3 separate regions of the Sus scrofa genome follow, and all the other regions are linked to region 1. Evidence: chromatin contacts called from public Hi-C data. All regions are on one chromosome and are shown on one strand. Each heading gives the region's core, a stretch centred on a gene start, on an enhancer-like site or on the middle of the called end of the contact. The rest is flanking DNA. Distances are from core to core; before and after follow the strand shown.

Region 1 (4,350 bases), core at 281-2,780:
CATAGGTGGTATTTCACTTATGCTAAGTGAAATAAGACAGACAGAGAAAGACAAATGCCATATGATCGCATACGTGGAAACTTAGAGAAAAAGAAAGTAAAGGAGTTCCCGTCGTGGCACAGTAGGAACCATGAGGTTGTAGGTTCGATCCCTGGCCTTGCTCAGTGGGTTAAGGATCTGGCGTTACCGTGAGCTCTGGTGTAGGTCGCAGATGCAGCTCTGATCTGGTGTTGCAGTGGCTGTGGTGTAGGCTGGCGCCCACAGCTCCAATTAGATCCCTAGTCTGGTTGGAACCTCCATATGGAGTGGGTGCGGCCTTCAAAAGACAAAAGACGAAAAAAAAAAAGTTAAAAAATTGAAAAAGAATAGCTCATAGGTGCAGGGAACAGATTGGTGGCTGGCAGAGGCTGTGGGTTGGGTAAAAGTGGGTGAAGTCGACCAAAAGGTACAAACTTCCTCTTATGAAGAAAGTCACAGGGAGTTCCTGTCGTGGCGCAGTGGTTAAGGAATCCGACTAGGAACCATGAGGTTGCGGGTTCGGTCCCTGCCTTTGCTCAGTGGGTTAACGATCCGGCGTTGCCGTGAGCTGTGGTGTAGGTCGAAGATGTGGCTCAGATCCCGCGTTGCTGTGGCTGTGGCACAGGCCGGTGGCTACAGCTCCGATTCGACCCCTAGCCTGGGAACCTCCATATGCCGTGGGAGCGGCCCAAGAAATGACAAAAAGACAAAAAAAAAAAAGAAAAAAAAAAGTCATGGGAATGTCGTGTTCAGCATAGTGACTACAGTTAATAATAAAGTGTCTGAATCTCAGCTTTTCCACTTAGTACCTTTGGGAGCGACACAGCACAGGTGAAGTGCCTTTTCTACCCCTCAAATTCCTTACCTGTAAATAGGAGTCCAATCTGCTTGGGGTTGTTAGAAAAATCAACCACCAGAAAACACTTGGTACCTAGTAGATGCTCAGTGTGGCCAAGGGGGGAAGTCTGCGGCTCTGATCCACACCCTGCCCTGCCCTGCCTGGCTAGTGAAGGGACCACAACCTCTTAGCCTTACCTGCAGCCCGGCAGGGCCCCCCAGGGGAGTGCCTTGTAAATGCGAGACCCAGAGAGACTGGGTATATTTGTCTCGTGAAATAAAGCGACACTTGGATCTAACATGAACATTTTCCAGTTCTCTCTTTTAAGATTTATTCTTAATTAGCTTTAATTACTTGAGCTTTCTAGGACAGTCCAGGAGCTGGCCCTCCAGTTTGTCTCAGGGCTGGATGTTATAATTAGAGTGACCAGCAGAGGGCACCAGAGGTCCTCAGCGAAGCTAGCTGGCTCCTCCTGACCGGGCTCCTGTGGGGACGCTTGCTTTTGTTTAGGGAGGCTGAAGTCCAGGCAGAACAGTCTGCACACAGATACGTTTATTGTTCTTTAGAGACCATAGATAGATGGGGCCGACAGCAGGGCTGCAAAGAAGGACCAAATCCATCCCTGGAATTTGCACCTACGTTGTTAGCAGAGGCCGCCCCTTCCCTTGAGACGAGCCCCCTCTCCTCAGAGTGCAGGGAGGGGCAGGATTGCCTGGTCAGCCCTAGAAGCTTGCTACTCCCCTCGTTTTCTAGGAATTGTTTGGGAGCCCAAGGTACTGAGACCTGGTCTAGGGTAAGCTAGATGCCTAGAGCACAGAATTTAATGAGCACTCCGTGCCGGGGTTGAGTGTGGAATATTTCCAAGAGGAAATGCCTCCTTACATTTCATGCCTTGGTGTCTCACCCTAATCCTGGCTTTACCTCAGCGCCACCAGCCACATCACCCTGAGCCTGCCCAGTGAGCTTTTCCAGACTTGCTGGGACCTGAAGCATAAGGTCTTCTTAAACTGATGCCAGTCTACTGTCACATTTCCCTGACAGTTTCAAAATGTTTTTTTCCTCCCTTGGCCTTGCCCGTAGCATGTGGAAGTTCCTGGGACAGGGATCAAACACACACCACAGCAGTGACAATGCCAGAGCCTTCACCCTCTAGGCCACCAGGGAACTCCTCAAAATGTCTTTTTATACTTTGGTTTGTTTGAATCCAGATCCAAACAAGGTCCACACAGTTGTATTTTGTGGTTGAGTCTTTTAAGTCTCTTTTAATCTAGAGAAGTCCGCCCCGTCCCCCCACCAGACACACTTACCTTTGACCTGCTGCAGAAACACAGAAATGGGCTCAAGCGCCTTGAGATGCAGCCCACCTACTGGATGGGCTGGTTTGTTGTGGCATTCAGTGTGTTCCCTCATCTCCCCCACCCCCTGGAGTTCCTGTAAATTAGCTCTCAACTCAGAATAGCCTCCACGTGGGGTCCACCTGGGAAACATGAACCATCTAGGCCAGTTAAGTCAACATCCTGGCCTGGGTCCCAGGTGACCCCAGGTTTTCAGTCTCTCCAGGTGATGCTGATCATCAGCCAGGTCTGAGAACCACAACTCAAGAGGATTTATTAGAATCACATTCAACTCTTCCAGCAAGTTCTAGCTCAGGGGGTGCTCTGGCTGACGACACAGACATAAGGAGGCATGGTAGGTCTGCATGTCCCACTGCCAAAGTGGTCCCTCCCGTGAGGTTCCCTATCAGCCTTCCAGCTGATGGCTTTATCATTTTTCATCAAGATCTGAATCAATCACATCATCAGGGGTTGAAAAACAGATGTGGTACTTTGGTCTTGGAATCTTACTCAGAGCTGAGGAGGCACAGGCATCCTGCAGAGGCTGTCTCGAGTTCATAGAACCTACCAGTTGGCGTTTCTGGAGAACTCGCTGCCAAGCTATAGCAGAAGTCCTGGATTTGCCCTTTTGAGATTTCCAGCAGGGCGGCTACAAGGGTGCTGTGTCCCTTGCTCCATCTCGGGCAGAATCCAGTGGCTGATACCAACTGCTATTCATTAGCACAAATGACGGCTCCCAGATATCCGAGGTTCCAGATCCTCAGACTGATCCAACCTTGCCTGGTGTGGTTCCGTAGTATTTACTGCTGAAAAAAAAAAAAAAAAAAAAAACTGCGTGTAAGTGAATCCACACAGTTCAGAGCTATGTTGTTCAAGGGTCAATGGTATTTACATGTGGACTCAATTCTGACCAAGTGCATCAGGAGAGCCCTACAAGGAAGGTGCACCAGGCAGCCCCACATGAGGTATTTCTTTCTTTTTAGGTCGCATGTCCCTGAAAAGTTAAAGGTAAACCAAATTTTGGTAAGTCACATGTATCAGTGGTCAGGAGGGAGCTAACAGTTCTCTGAGAAGTAGATAGAAGGCAATTTCCTTTTCTTTTTTTTTGTTTTTGCTTTTTAGGGCCGCACCTGCAGCATATGAGGGTTCCCAGGCTAGGGGTCTAATCAGAGCTATAGCTGCCAGCCTACACCACAGCCACAACCACGCCAGGTCCTTAACCCACTGAGCAAGGCCAGGGATTGAACCCACAACCTCATGATTCCTAGTCGGATTTGTTTCAGCTGCACCACAACGGGAACTCCGGAAGGCAATTTCTATTTGCGAACCTTTTCAAAAGCCATAAATTCCTTTTTTGTTGGCCACACCTGAGGCACCATGAAATTCCCTGGGCCAAGGATTGAACCCTCACCACAACAATGACCAGAGCCACAGCAGTGACAATGACGGATCCTTTTTTTTTTTTTGCCTTTTCTAGGGCCATTTCCCTCGGCATATGGAGGTTCCCAGGCTAGGGGTCTAATCAGAGCTGTAGCCACTGGTCTACGCCACAGCCACAGCAACTCGAGATCCAAGCCACGTCTTCGACCTACACCACTGCTCACGGCAATGCTGGATCCTTAACCTACTGAGCGAGGCCAGGGACCGAACCCGCAACCTCATGGTTCCTCGTTGGATTCGTTAACCACTGAGTCATGATGGGAACTCCTGACAATGACAGATCCTTAAACCACTGGGCCACCAGGGAACTCTGTAAGTTCTTTTTCTGGGATTTTGCCAGTCATTTATTACACTTGCTAAATTCTTTCAGATTTGCCCATTTCTGTTTGACAGCTTCTTAATGTTGGGCAGACATGTCATGGCTTGTAAGAGCTGGTAATGAGAAGTTGGAACACTTTTTGCTGCTGCATATGACCTTAATTTTGGACTACACATGTTTGGCAAAGCTGTTATTTTTTCCCCATTCAAACTTTTTTTTAACCTTAAATATTCTATTTTAATTTTTTTGAAAAAGAATATTTGTTAGGAACCAGTCCCTTTAATTGAAATTTTTTCCCATCCAAGTAATCGGTGTTCTATTGGTTTTGGAGATAAATCAATAAAGTCAGAAAGTCTAGTATTCAAAAAAACAATAAAATCCTCAGACAGAGAAACACAAAT
Region 2 (4,334 bases), core at 681-3,180, 170 kb after region 1:
GTTCAATGGGTTTAGAGCCCAACATTGTTTCTGTGATGATGCATGTTCAATCCCCGGCCTTGCTCAGTGGTTTAAAGATCCAGCCCTGCTGAAAGCTGTTCAATAGGTCACAGATGTGGCTTGGATTTGGTGTTGCCTGGCTGTGGTATAGGCCAGTGGCTGCAGTTCTGATCTGACCCCTAGCCTGGGAACTTCGATATGCTGCAGGTGTGGCCCTCAAAAAAAGAAAAACAAAACAAAAAACCAAATCTACTGCTCCTGACTTAACAAACAAACAAAAAAACACAACAACAACAAAAAGAGGCACATATAGAATAAGGAATGGAATTTGATGGTGACACATTCATAAACCACTCTCAGAACTTGCTAGTCCTTGTAAATTTCTCCAGGTATTGCTAATGAGCTCGTTTTGACCCTGATAATGAACCTGCCAAATAAGGGAAGCAGGCATTTCCTCCCCATATTTATTTTATCAGCCTTGATTTATTGGCAAAGCTAAGTTATTTGCCTGAGGTCCGTCTGATTCAGAATCTGGGGCTCTTTACTGCCAAACACTTTGTAAGTTTCTTCTTCTGGATTAATCGCTATTTTTCTCCCCAAGGATTCAATTGTGCCCCTTATACTTCTTTTCTGACTTCTCTGCTGGGTTTCCCTGTAAGCCTGCTGAAAGGTTAGTTTGCCCAGCTAAGCTCAGTTTGTAAAACCTTAGAGATCTCTGCTCATTCCTGAAGTAAACCTCCAAAACTGCCAGACCCTTTGTGGGAGGCTTTTTTGGCAAGGGGCCGCTGGTAAGTGCATGGATCCCAAAAGAGACTCCCTGATTTATTTATTTTTTTAATGTGAAGAAAATCTTTATGATTTTAATTATTTTAATTATTTTTTTCTTAGTTTCAAAAGGTTTATTTTTGAGCATGGTGAGAATACATGAACAATATAGATAGCTCAAGAAAAATAGAGGTAAACAAAAAATGTCACTGCCCAAAGATAACTCTCCTTAGTACTCTGAGAGATTTCTCCTCCATAGCTTTTTGTGCATTCATTCATGTATTTTTATTGAAAAAAATTTTTATGGCTATACCTGCAGCATAGGGAAATTCCTGGGCCAGGGATTGAATCCAAGCGGCAGCTGTGTAGCTGCGGCAACACTGAAGACTCCCTGATTCTTAAAAGCTGTTTTCCAACAGCCCTCTGTGGTCTAAGCAATCAGGTTCAGCTCTGAAAGCTCTATTTTGTTTTGATTTTGCTCAGAGGAGAGGAAGTGGCTTCTCTGTTTGTTCAACTCCTTCTCCTAAAAGGATAAATCAATATTTATATCCAGACCCCAAGTAGTGGGTCAGTTGATTTTAGAGATGTTTTTGCTCAAAATTCATCTGAGCGCTGGATCCCATAAAACAAAATCAGTTTTGGGGCGTTCTTTCAAGATGATTTTATTTAACTCTCATTGATTATGGGGCGATGTGGAAGAACTCTCTAAAACTATATATGACGAAATGGTTAAAATCTATAAACAATTCCTAGAAAGGAAAAGGCCAAGTAGAGAAGGGGGTGTGTGTGGGGGGTAAGTTTCCAATATTTCTAGTCAGAGGGGAGATGTCATTGGCCAAAACCATTTGGAAGGACAGATGGATGTTAACTTTGGACACCAAAGAGGATGTAACAATTAAAAATTGAGAGAAATTTAAGGGATACCCTTCAGCTGACGCGCGTTTCCATTTTGGGCTGGGGGTCGGGGGCTTAGTTCTTGTGCCACCAAAATCGACACATCTAGCAGCCCATCCCAGAGCGGCTTTGGAAAAGACTGGAATCCGAGTCAGGGCTTCACGGGTTAAGGATCCCATGTCACATCAGCCGTTCGAAACTCCTCCTCCCGAAACTCCTCCTCTTGCAGTGAGGTGAAGATATTTGAAAATCACCCCATGCAAACTCCTCCCTCTACGAGAAACCTCACATTGAAATGCTGCAAATGACTGGGGCCCCGCGTGCAGTCGCGTCCGGGCCGCGCGAAGCCCGGATTTCAAGAGCGCACACAGTGAACAGGAGCCCGGGCCAGGGAGCTGCAGGCGGAGGCTGGAAGCATGAAGTCCACGGGCTGGGTCCTGCGATGGGCTGTCGCCTTGCTCATTGCTGCGGTGGCAGCTGCAGGTAAGTCTGGCTCCAGAAGCTCTCGCGGCTTGGAGGTTAGCTCCCGAACTCGGGGAGCCTCTTAGTAATTTTTTTTTTTAGGGGGTGGAGAACTAAAAATCACTGTATCCTTGGCAGACTTGTGGGAAAATGGCACGAAGTCATTCTTACGTGGTTGGAGGGGGCTCTAAGGGGGGCGCGAGAGTTTAGGGGGTCTGGAGGCTCTGGGGGAGTCAGGGAAAACATGGTGTGGCTTTCCCACAAGTTTCCACTCGATGCAGGTCCCCCTTATCTTAGAGCACGGTACGCGGATCTCCACCCCTGTGGGGAGAGAGCTCTCCCTCTCAGAGTTATTCTAGGGTGAGGGTGATCCAAAACCCTATTGCTCAGCCTCGAGGTCCCTGCCGAGCGCTTCCCCCGGATCCTTCCCTCTGCATCCTTTTCGCCTGCAGGGGTTACGACGGCGGCCCAATTAGCTTTGTGCTGTCCGAAAGGGATGCTGGCTCCCAGAACAGAGCCGAGGGCACCCAGAATCGTCCCGGAACCACGCTTCCGCCCCGGGCCACCGCCTCCTGCCCCGCCTTCAGCCCCGCGGGCCCGCCCTCGGGCTGCTATTGGGCACTACTCGAACAGGCGAGCCTCGAGCCACTCCCCTTGGCCAATGGCGGCAGAGAAGCGCGCGCGGCGCGGGGCGTGGCTGGGGTACCACGCCGCGGCACCTGGTTCTGGGTGAGGTCGAAGGAGATTCCTGGGGTTCATCCCAGGCTCCTGTCACAAAAGAGGGAGCAGGTTTTGGGCCCCTGGAGAAGCTCCATGAGCCTGGACGAGGCTCCTGCTGAGCGCCTGGGCCCCGTCGGCGAATGCCTCGGTTTCTTCTGCGATCGGTGGCGTGGCCTCTGTCCGCACTTTGTCCTCGCGGCTGCCCTCGCTGGGTTCGCCCGGGACACCCTCAAGGCTTCGGTTCCTCTCCAGGCTGAAACTGTTCCTAAGGAACTAATACCACTCCTTGAGCGGACGCGAAGAGCACTTTCGCGGAGACCTCCAGCCGTGCTGGGGCAGGGACTGAGTATCAGGGACTGGATGGACCCCTCAGCTTGCCTTGTTTGTTCAGAGAGGATAAATGGGTTCAGCCGAGCTGCCTACAAGACGACCTTTCGTGTTAGAGGGTTTGAAATTTAGGTTTGGGCAAGAGGCTGCTTGGTGCAGGATCCTTAGTTATCCATTGGCTGCTAGAGGCATTTGACCTGGCTCTGGATTATAGAGAATGTCTTTTTTCTACTTACAACCAGCTGGGCGTAGAAAAGGCTTGGGATGGTCTGATTAACAGGATGCAGGAAGCTGTCTTTTTATTGACAGGGTGGAGGGGGGGCTTTGAGGCGAGACCTTTGAACTCTTGGAATCAGTGCCCGTGACACATCAGTTTCCTCTGGGAGGAAAGGAAGGGAGGTTGTAGCCACATGGCAGAGGATTATTATAATAATTCGGCCACCCAGTTGTGTGAAGCGGAGGTAGTATGGTTTAGTCAAGACGCACTTGATTAATCTGTGTTTCACACGTTGATCCACTTCTTCCTAAGAAAAAGTAATGGCAGTGAAGTCTTGAGCAAGATGTGTTGCTTGTCATAGTTTCCTCTTTCCCTGTGGGGCCTGAGAGTCTGGTATATTTTGTTCTCAAGGAGGCTCTTGAGTCCTGACATCTTCCCCAGACTCCTAATAGCTGACAGTTACTCCTTATTTCTGGTGTTAACAAGATGATGTAGGATGAGGTCTGTTTGTAGCAGCCCTGGCTACTCCACATTTGCCCTGAGTAGTGACTGGGGGTGGAGGTGGAGTGGGTGGGAGTGTCTTGTCTGTTTCCTTGGGGAATGGAAGTAGTTGCAGATCTTAACTTGCCTGCTTTGCCAGATCAAAATCAGTTAACAGTTGTGTGTGGAGTATGCCAGAGACACACCCAAACGGAGAAAGCAGAGTGGTCCCACTAAGAGTTGTGTCTGTTCTAACAACATGCCCCACCTAGGTGATTCATGGTCATTGCTGGGCATATTTTTTTTCCAGAGCAACACCGGCAAAAGATTAGGGAGAATGTTTTTTGAGACTGCAAACCTCTAAGGGAAAATATGTACCTCATTTGTCCAGGATGTTCCCGCTCTTAGGTGTAAGAGTTCCTCTCCTGATAGGACCCAATTTTAGGTGCCTTGTGTGCGCCTTGCTTTG
Region 3 (4,483 bases), core at 786-3,285, 220 kb after region 1:
GAAGTCACTAGTGTAGTCAAATTCCTAGAGACAGAAAGTAGGACAGCGGGTGCCAGGGGCTGAGGGACAGGGATGGGGAGTTGGCAGGTAATCGGTACAGGCTTTCAGGTTTGCAAGAGGAAAGAGCTGTATGGATGGTGGGGATGGTGGCACAATGGGAGTGTGCGTAATGCCACTGAGCTGCAGCATGCTTTTTCTGTTTTTTCTTTTTTGGCCACCTTGTGGCATATGGAATTCCCAGAGCAGGGATCAGATCTGAGCCATAGTTACTGCTGCTAGACAATGCCAGATCCTTAACCCACTGTGCCAAGCTGGGGATTGAACCTGCATCCCAGTGTCCCAGAGACACTGGAGATTCCATTGCCCCACAACTGGAACTCCTGCAACATGGTTTAGATGGTAAAGTTCAGGGAGTTTCCTGGTGGCTCAGGAGGTTAATAAGGATCCTGTGTTGTCAATGCAGTGGCTCTGGGCACTGCTGTGGCCCAGGTACGACCCCTGGCCCTAGGAACTTCTGCATGCAGCAGATGCAGCCAAAAAAATAAAGTTTATGTTATGTATATCAGACTACAACTGAGAATAATGCTAAATACTACTAAAATAAATAAATAAATAAATAAAAAGACCAGATGCAGAAACAAGAAGTCATCCACAAATAACAGCAGAGGAAGATGCCCTGCTCCCGGAGCCCAGGAGCTATGGGAACCTTGGAGACCGGTCCATGGCAGACTCAGGCCTCTCCCCACCTCCAGGACCCCTTCCACCAGTACCCTCCGTGGGCTGAACCCAGCGGGACCTGTGAAATGGGGTTTCCCTGCCTTACAGAGTGGACTGAGAGATGGCAGTGATGGGCCCAGGAGCAAAAGACCCGGAGTGTGGGGCCAATGTGGGAAGAAAGAGCACATACTGGGCCAGGCGGCCTGGGTTGAGCTGGATGACCTTGGATCCATCAGAGCCTCAGTTTCCCCAAGTGAAGTGGCGGCGTTGCTGATCTCCACCTCCCCAGCTTGGCGAGTGCCAGGCGATCTGGTGGAGAGAAGCACCAGGAGCCGCAGGGACTGTTATCTTTTCTGTGTCCACTGGGTGGCACTTCCTTCCTTCCTTCCGCCTTTTGTCCTGGGAAGGTTCCAAAATGCCTCTGGGGGCGAAAGCTGAGCAGACCGCACAGGAAGTGTCCGGGGCCTGCACACACGGACGGTCGATAATTGTTTGATTGACTGACTTCATGCTCAGCCGTGTGGCAAACTGGACAAATGAGCCTGAGTGGCCAGGCACGCTGGAGGGGCCGAGGGTGCCGCCAGGGGCGGGTGGGGCAGAACTTAGGAGGTCCCGAAGTGAGGCAGAGTCTGGGAGAGGCCAGAGGTGATGGAAGCTTCTGGTCTCTGGCCTAGGCAATTTTCCATTAAGGGAGCGGGTAGTTACTGAAATCCTTCGGCAGGCACCCCCTTCATGGCACTGAGTGTGACACAGACACTCAGGATTAGAACCTCAGGACAAATAAAAGCAAATGCTTTTGGGGGGTTAACTCCTCTGCTGCCTAAGTAGGGGACAAGCCCAAAGCCCATTTTAGGGATGGGAAAATGGAGACTGGGTCACAGGGCTGGGCTCCCGCAATTCCTAGTGGGACCCAACCCCCATTTGCCTCTCTCCTCCAGGAGCCCGAGGGCGCGCAGGGGGGTGGGGGCAGCCTGGTGGTGGTCCTCTCTGTGCTCCAGTGGGGTCCCCTAGGGAAAGGTGTGAATGTCACTTGGAGCTGGTCGGTGGGCCCAGCCCCACAAAGGGGTGGGGAGCAGACTGGACCTAGAGAACAAGGTGCAGGCATGAGGGACCCTGACCTCCCCCTCTCCACCGGCTCAACAGCTCTGGCCAGGACCGGCTGGACAGTGGGAGGAAACTGCTCCCCCAAGCCTGTCGCCCCAACTCGTGTCCTCTGCCGCCCCCAGCCCGGCATCCGAAACCACAGCTGCCTGTGGTGAGTCAGGCTGGAGCCTGCTGGGCTGAGCCCAGGTCCGTGGGAGGGAAGGGGGGGCAGGAAGGGAGGGAGGAAAGGGGGGGAGAGCTGTCCCCATGCCGGCCCCTCCCCCATCTGAGCCCTCTCCCCTCCCCCAGGAAGTGAATTCCCTTGTTGATGAAGGGATGAGAGAGCAGCTGAGAGTTGGAGTTTGAGCGGTCACTGGTCAGATCATCCACCCCACCAAGCAGGGCAGCAGCGTGTGTCCGGGAGTGGAGGCCAGTGCGGGGACAGCCTCCAGGACTCCTGGGACCTGTCCTGCCTCCCCTCCAGGCAGCTCAGGTTTCAGCACTGACTCCTGCCCTGGGTGAAGGGGCTCCTCCCCAGCACAGCTGCTCTGCTCACCCCTGCCTCCTCTCCCACGCTGTACACATGGCTGTGAGTGGGATGGAGGGGGGAGCTTGGGGGTTCAGTGAGACTAGCCCCCTAGTCCACTGGGCTCTGCACCATGACGTGTGTCAAGAGGCCACTGTCAGGCTTCCCTTTCCCCAAGCCCCAACTCTGGGGCCCCTCCCCAATCCGAAAATCCTCCTCATGTCTCATTGAGGACTGCAGGCCTGGCATGATCCAGCCCTGTGGCCTTGTGGTCCTCTCCATGCTGGCCCCTCGGCTGCCTCTGAACACCTACCTTTTGCATTTACTGTTCCCCCTGCAAGGATCACTGTCTCCACATTTTTTTTTTTTTTTTTTTTTTTTTTTTTGTCTTTTTCTAAGGCCACATCTGTGGCATATGGAGATTCCCAGGCTAGGGGTTGAATCGGAGCTGAAGCCACCGGCCTACACCTTAGCCACAGCAACGCCAGATCTGAGCCCCGTCTGCAACCTACACCACAGCTCACGGCAACGCTGGATCCTTAACCCACTGAGCAAGATCAGGGATTGAACTCGCAACCTCATGGTTCCTAGTCGGGAACTCCAGTCTCCACATTTTTATTCCCAGGGACTCTGGTCTATCTGGGCTCAAATGACTTCTCTCTCCCTGGGCCTCCCATAGAGGCATCACCCAAACAGTTACAGCTTTATCACTGAGATGATCTCAATCATAGGTCTGGGTTAAGAGTACAAGTTGTGGGGAGTTCCCGTCGTGGCTCAGTGGTTAACAAATCTGACTAGGAACCATGAGGTTGAGGGTTCGGTCCCTGGCCTTGCTCAGTGGGTTAAGGTTCCAGCGTTGCCGTGAGCTGTGGTGTAGGTGGCAGACTTGGCTCAGATCCTGCGTTGCTGTGGCTCTGGCGTAGGCCGGCGGCTACAGCTCCGATTCAACCCCTAGCCTGGGAACCTCCATATGCCACAGGAGCGGCCCAAGAAATGGCAAAAAGAGAAAAAAAAAAAAACAAAACAAAAAAAAAGAGAGTACAAGTTGTGGATCCAGCTCTAATGCGGGCTCTGCCACCCATCAGCTGTGAAACCTTCCACAAATAGCTTGCCATCTCTATGCTTGTTTGATCACCTGTAAGGACACTGGAAGCCGGCACACAGCACCTGCTCATGGCATCCACTGGAGTGTGGCTCACGGTTACCCAGTACACACTTCTGAGTCAGCTGGGGAGGCTGGTGCCTCCTGGTGCCTTCCTGAGAGTGGTCCAAGCACTGTCATGTCTGTGTCACTCCCCTGTGACCAGTTCTCCCAGCCTCTCCCCAGCCTCGGCCCACCAAACTTGCCAGAGGTCTGCTTGAGAGGTTCAGCCTCTTGACTTCCACATACCCTGGGGAATTTTCCCCAGAAACACCAATAACTAATATAAGCACCAATAACCAATATGAGCACCACCAATATAAGCCAGACTGGCCAGGTGTGTGGATATATGGCAACCGCTGATCACTGGTGATTTTAAAGTATCTAGAACTTGTTATTTTGGTTTTTCATTGCCCAGTAGGTAGGTCTCCACCAAGCACACTCCTGAGTTCCAGTCCTTGCTTGGTTTCCTTCTACCTGGGTGACCTGGGACAAGGGACAGGAGCCGCAGAGGCTGTGTCTCACCTGAAAAACCAAGATGCTCCTCCACAGACCCTAGGGCCCCACTGGTGAGTTCAGCCTTCTAAGGTGTCATTGTCCTGCGACTTTGGGCAACTGACTGGACCAGGCTGTGCCTCAGTTTCTCCTCGTGAAAAATGGCTTCTCCCCACTGGCTTGGGATGGTGCTAGCCTGAGGGGGTGCAGGAGGAGGAGCGGGTGTGGAGGGGGGGGAGGCAGCGCATGGGGTCAGGTCTTAGTGATGCAGGTGCAAGGCCTTGGTTCCTCAATTACCTCTGGGTTTGGGGGTTGCCAATCCTGCTCCCACCTCAACCAGGCTGGCCGAGCGCTCTGTGGGCTCCTGGCTGGCCTCCAAAATTTGGGAAAGAGCTGGTGGCCACTGATAGGTCGTTTCTCGGAGGAAGAGCAGGCAGGGGCGGGGGTGGGGGTGCAGGCTGGAAGCCACAGGGCCAAGGCGGTCCGGGCGTCCGGCCAGTGCTGGGCAGTGAGTCAGGGCC

The links. Hi-C and Micro-C count contacts between places; a contact is called where the count stands out from the background.
Region 2: a contact with region 1 is called in a Hi-C map of embryonic fibroblasts, with 1.8 times the contacts expected there. The contact joins the promoter of LDLR here to the enhancer-like site in region 1. A contact is called at or near these places in 1 of 5 promoter capture datasets (fetal liver), 4 of 47 Hi-C or Micro-C datasets (embryonic fibroblasts, fetal heart ventricle, heart right ventricle and 1 more) and 2 of 2 datasets of contacts at active chromatin or transcription factors (alveolar macrophages and skeletal muscle).
Region 3: a Hi-C map of embryonic fibroblasts shows a contact between it and region 1, with 2.4 times the contacts expected there. The contact joins two enhancer-like sites. A contact is called at or near these places in 5 of 47 Hi-C or Micro-C datasets (embryonic fibroblasts, psoas muscle, skeletal muscle and 1 more).

What each region holds. Positions count from the first base shown.
Region 1 is chr2:69,659,296-69,663,645 of Sscrofa11.1, forward strand. It overlaps LOC110259342 (a long non-coding RNA gene), which reads right to left. Exons shown (of 2, transcript XR_002341646.1): 2 at 2,091-2,996. Among named protein-coding and RNA genes, the nearest start is that of YIPF2, 12 kb to the left of the region's middle. Within about 2 kb of position 1,531, at least 17 of the 83 cell types and tissues checked have an H3K27ac peak or open chromatin away from gene starts, as enhancers often do. A contact at or near this core is called in embryonic fibroblasts, where this site is marked.
Region 2 is chr2:69,826,453-69,830,786 of Sscrofa11.1, forward strand. It overlaps LDLR (low density lipoprotein receptor), which reads left to right and starts at 1,931. Exons shown (of 18, transcript NM_001206354.2): 1 at 1,931-2,142. The coding sequence starts at 2,076.
Region 3 is chr2:69,877,251-69,881,733 of Sscrofa11.1, forward strand. No RefSeq gene overlaps it. Among named protein-coding and RNA genes, the nearest start is that of SPC24, 11 kb to the right of the region's middle. Within about 2 kb of position 2,036, at least 48 of the 83 cell types and tissues checked have an H3K27ac peak or open chromatin away from gene starts, as enhancers often do. A contact at or near this core is called in embryonic fibroblasts, where this site is marked.